2 separate regions of the Mus musculus genome follow, and region 1 is linked to region 2. A link is a contact called in public Hi-C data. All regions are on one chromosome and are shown on one strand. The core of a region is the stretch at or near the end of the contact, and the rest is flanking DNA. Distances in the headings are between cores, read along the strand shown.

Evidence for each region. A called contact is a pair of places that touch in the nucleus more often than the background predicts.
Region 1: a Hi-C map of pre-pro-B cells shows a contact between it and region 2, with 1.7 times the contacts expected there. The contact joins two enhancer-like sites. A contact is called at or near these places in 1 of 15 datasets of contacts at CTCF or cohesin (pro-B cells) and 6 of 484 Hi-C or Micro-C datasets (granulocyte-monocyte progenitors, macrophages, nephron progenitors and 3 more).

The regions. Positions count from the first base shown.
Region 1 is chr15:9,860,597-9,863,296 of GRCm38.p6, reverse strand. No RefSeq gene overlaps it. Among named protein-coding and RNA genes, the nearest start is that of Spef2, 110 kb to the right of the region's middle. Within about 2 kb of position 1,321, at least 10 of the 459 cell types and tissues checked have an H3K27ac peak or open chromatin away from gene starts, as enhancers often do. A contact at or near this core is called in pre-pro-B cells and pro-B cells, where this site is marked.
Region 2 is chr15:9,770,969-9,773,668 of GRCm38.p6, reverse strand. No RefSeq gene overlaps it. Among named protein-coding and RNA genes, the nearest start is that of Spef2, 23 kb to the right of the region's middle. Within about 2 kb of position 1,283, at least 9 of the 459 cell types and tissues checked have an H3K27ac peak or open chromatin away from gene starts, as enhancers often do. A contact at or near this core is called in pre-pro-B cells and pro-B cells, where this site is marked.

The DNA of each region.
Region 1 (2,700 bases), core at 72-2,571, 90 kb before region 2:
TATAAGTTATGATTCAGAAGACATTTAATTACAGAGGCGGTAATGCTTACTATAATATACATGACACAGTATCATCAGAGATCTCCCTGGGGAGAGAAATTCTATGCCCAAGCATGTTTTATGCACATCTCTATTGGCAATCTTTCTCTCTGCTGTTTTGCCCTCTGAGGTAGCACTTGTATTCTACTTCCTCATGTGTGACAGAAATATTAGTGTGAGGAGTAATGGAGTCACTACATATTCACACGTAACATGTTGCTACCAAACGTCAAGCTCAAAACAATATACTTTTATTACCAGACCTTTGACAGCTGCTTGTTCTAAGCCAGAGAATAATAAGGTATGGCAGTCTAAAGAGTAGCTTGAAATGAATGAAGGACTTTGAAGATTTATGTGGTCTGCAGAGTTTTGGTTTTTGGTTTGTTTGTTTGTTTGTTTGTTTGTTTGTTTGTTTTTTTAAGGTCTTTTGTGGAGCGAAGTTCTCTATTCCTCATTAGGTGTTGCCTAGTTATTGTTCCTCTGAGCATCTTCCTAGGGTGCCTTCCAAGATGGAACTAGTGAATTGGAAAAGGGTGTATGGTGTGGTGTGGTGTAGTGTGGTGTGGTGTGTGTGTGTGTGTGTGTGTGTGTGTGTGTCTGATGTGTGTCAGGACAATGAAGCCACAGAGCACTTACTTCATTGAATCTCACAGCTGATGCACCTTTACTCCTGTCCTGTTATTTTGGTCACACAAACCAAGGTTGATACAGAGAAGACAACACTATGGTGAAAATGAGTAGTGAGACTGTTGGAACATGATTCCCATGGACATCACTTGAAAGTTTACCGTATCTTCATATTGTCCCTTGAAAGCAAGAGTTGTCACATGATCTTTTGATTTTTTCCTGACCCCAGCTGACACAGAACTGATGAGAATGGGATCGACCCTTTTAATTTTCTTCCACAGTTATAGAACCTTGGTTTAGAATAATAATAACAAGTGAACTCAGAAACTGTGAAGATAGGAAGAATATTATTTCAGAGAATTTTAGGAATTGCCATTTAAGTGTAAGTTCAGAGAACTGAATCCATTTCTGATGAAGGCCAATGTGGGAATTTACATGTTATGAAGGAACGTGGGCTACGTGACTAGAAGTTAAGTAATTAAAAAGAAAGAATGTATAAACACAACAAGAGACTCCATAAAACAGGATCCTGATAACCTCTTGATATGCATCGTGAGTCTCAGCCATGAGGAAAAGATCAGGTTTAGGTCAGTCAGGTCCAGATGTGTGTTGTCAAGGGTGGAGGTGACTGGCAATGTTTACATTTCATACCACAGCTGGATGGTTGCTTGGTTCCCTTTTCTAACTGCCTTCCAACTCCAAAGGCTCTTTCACTCTTACAGTCATAATTTTTCATTTATTTCCACAAAGACAAAAAAAAAAAAAAGCCCTCTGTGATCCCATGTGTATTAAACCAAAATAAGACACCATACAACACGAATGGGCAATTGAAAGAGTAAATCGGACTGTTTTTCAAAGAATCCAAAGTTGTATGAAATAAGATTTGTTTTTTAGATTACCTTCTTCATAAAAACAAAACAAAACAAAACAAAAAAACATCTATCTTGACAGTATCTGGAAGGTTCTTTTTTTTTTTTTTTTTTTTTTGGTTTTTCGAGACAGGGTTTCTCTGTATAACCCTGGCTGTTCTGGAACTCACTCTGTAGACCAGGCTGACCTTGATCTCAGAAATCCGCCTGCCTCTGCCTCCCAAGTGCTGGGATTAAAGGCGTGCGCCACCACTGCCCGGCACTGGAAGGTTTAAGCAGTCAAATTTCAACAATTATCACTGAGGCTAAAGCTCTATGCCTGGGGCTTTTGAGAAGGGTGCTGGTCTGCAAACTTCAAACTCTTGAGATTCAGGGCTACTGCAAAGCTCTCACTGAATGTTACTCTTGTAATGTTTGGAACTACTTGAAATGACATAAGAGTGAGATTTATGTAAAGTAACACAAAAATTTGCAGTTATTCAAGTAATGGTGGTATTCTGTTTAACTATGGTCATGTCAGATCCTCAGTGTCCTCTGACATTAGTTGCTTCATAGTCCAGTTCGTGCCTTCTACCACTGTGAAGACCTTTTACAGATATACATCCATTTTTTTCTAAAAACACTGAAGGAAATCACAGTAAAGAGCAGACACACAGTACCTTACAACGAAAAATAAACCTATAGCAATTACATAGATCAACACTTCTGCCTAAAGGGTAGTACAAGAGTTGGGTGGGTCATTAATCCTCATTTCTTTTCTGGAGAAACCAAGTTTGGATTCTAAAACATACATGTCAGCATGCAGACATCCATTACTCTGGTTCCATAGTATCTACTTCCATCTTATGCTCTCTGTGGGCAACAGGCTCACACACTATAAACACATATATACAGGTAAAACACTCATTTTCACAAAATTAGAAAAAAACTAAAAATGAGATGAATATATATATATATATATATATATATATATATATATATATATATATTGAGTAGAGTTGCATGCAGTTTGTTAAAAGTAGAAGGTCACTCAAGGAAAGAAGAAGACATTGAAGAACATGGGTTTGCCTTCTCAAATAAGAGTCTTAACTTAAATAATTTATCAGAAGCTCTAGGAAAGAGAAATAGAATAGGTTGGTAGCTATGGGTAAACAAGAGTGGGAAT
Region 2 (2,700 bases), core at 34-2,533:
GGACCCCATAAGTCGGAACTGACTCCTTCAATCTTTGTACAACCTTCCAATCCAGGGGTTCATGATAACGTTGCCCCTGTTGATCCTGAAATACTGGGAAGGCCCCCACAATGGTGGGCACATTTTTCTAGACTTCTACATGAAGACTACGCCTTCCCCTTTTGTCTTCCTAATCTTTATGGGGGGGGGGGGGGAGAAGTCAACGGAGGGGCTGATGGTTCAGGCGTCCTACTGCGCCGCAAACTCAAGCGGGACATCTGACTACAGATGTCACTGTTGCTATCAGTCCCGTCGCTGTCACTAGTAGACCCTTCAGAGCTAGATTCCTTCTTCTCTTTCTTCTCTTTGGTTTGTTGTTTAAGCTGTTTAGGTTTTCAGCTGCTAGCCTGAGAAGCAATCTCCTTAGCCTCCTCAATCACCACCGCTCCTTCCTCTATTTCAGCATTGTACTTTCCACTGGCATCCCTCAAGCACGCCCTGACCAAGTTCCATATGGCTAACATCCCTACAGGTAGAGGGTTCTTCATATCGGAAGCTTGGAGATCCCTTCCCAGACCTCCCAGCACTGTTGATTAATATACCCTTCCTCTAAAAGCCATGGGGCTTCCTTGAAGAGGGTGTCCAGAAATCTGTTCACCATCTCTGCTTTTATGTTAATGTGGTTCTTTTAAGAAGCTGGGTCAATGCCATTTTTACTTTCACTTTAGATGCAGTTGAACCCATATCGTTTAAATTCCCTCTGTCTCTATATCTAAGATCCTTAATGCTTCGTCCCTTTTTTTCCAGGAACCTGACAGGCCTGTGCTTTCTTTACTTACCGTTGCTTACCAACATGATGAGTTCCCCATACGGGCCACCCCTTGCTGCAGTCTCCAACCCACAGAGACAAGAACGACACAGACACCAAGACGGGTTCACGCAGCTACACTTTACTTGGGGCAAGGGCTATTCTTATACACTCGCAGCAACTGACCTCATCTCTCTCCACACCACTTCATCTAATCAGAATCACGCACGCTCCATGCATGAACTGGGCACGAGCTCAGGTCGGTCACAGATAGGCTGACAGATCTGGATCACGATGAATAATCTAACTTGGCAGGCAGCTTACACATGCAGTTTCACTGCGTATGTTCGGGAAAGGCAGTAAACATGTGGGGTTCATGGGACCTGGCAATGGGCCAGGGCGCCATCTTGGCCCATGTGGTCACACCTGCTTCCTGCATGGAGGGTTCTACCAACATCCTATTTCCTGATATTGCCTTTTTCAATTCCTTCTTCTAGCCCTCAGAGCTTCAGTCCTTTTCCCTCATCTAATACCAGATCGGGCTCCCCTCTCCCCCCAACTTCCCCTCCCCCATCCACTTTCCCACCAAGATCTTTTCCTCCCTCCCCACTTGTAATTGCTCTAATATCTCATGATCTAAGATCAAGAATTGATAAATGGGACCTCATGAAACTGGAAAACTTCTATAAGGCAAAGGACATAGTCAATAAGACAAATCAACAACATATAGATTGAGAAAAAAATCTTCACTAACCCTACATCTGATAGAGGTCTAATATCCACAATATATATAGAACTCAAGAAGTTAATCACCAAAAACCTAAAGGACTCAATCAAAAATGGGGTATAGAACTAAACCAAGAATTCACAACTGAGAAATCTCAAATGGCTGAGAAGCACCTAAAGAAATGTTCAGAGTTCTTAGTGATCATAGAAATGCAAATCAAAACGATCCTGAGATTCCATCTTACACCAACCAGAAAAGCTAAAATCAAAACCTCAGGTGACAACACATGTTGGAGAGGATGTGGAGAAAGAGGAACACTCCTCCATTGCTGGTGAGATTGCAAACTGGTACAACCACTCTGGAAATCAATCTGGAGGTTCCTCAAAAAAATTGGAAATGGATCTGCCTGAAAAGCCAACTATACCACTCTTGGGAATATACCCAAAAGGTGCCCTACCATGCCACTGGGGCACGTGTTCATCTATGTTCATAGAGGCCTTATTTGTGATAGCCAAAAGCTGGAAACAACCTAGATGTCCCACGACAGAAGAATGGATACAGAAAATGTGGTTCATTTACACAATGGAATACTACTCAGGTCTTAAGAACGAGGACATCCTGAGTTTTGCAGGCAAATGGATGGAACTAGAAAATATCATCCTGAGTGAGGTAACTCAGACCCAAAAGGGCATACATGGTATTTACTCTCTAATAAGTGGATATTAGCCAAAAAAAAAAAAAAAAAAAAAACCAGAATACCCACAATATGGTACACAGAACTCGAAAAGGTCAACAAGCTGAAGAATTGTGAATTCTTAAAGAAATAAATATATATTGTAACATATCTCAAAATGCCAACCAACTGTTCATTCTGAAAGGCACTTTAAAAATAGTTTTAAGTTTCATCAAATATATTGAAAGTCACTGTCAGTCAAAAGAATCTCTATTCAAGTAGATTTTTCTTTTGGGTCCATTAATAAAATCACATTAGAAATAGAATAAATTAGCAAAAAAGCACAAGCATGCCAAACAATATTAGTCATGAACACAGCAGCAAGTCCTCAATGGAATAAGAACAAATTTGATGTTACACTGTGTTAAAATAATTACACCCACACCCATAATTAGTCACAAGTTTGTAAGTCTTACATAATATTTAAAATCATTTAACATAGTCTATCACATT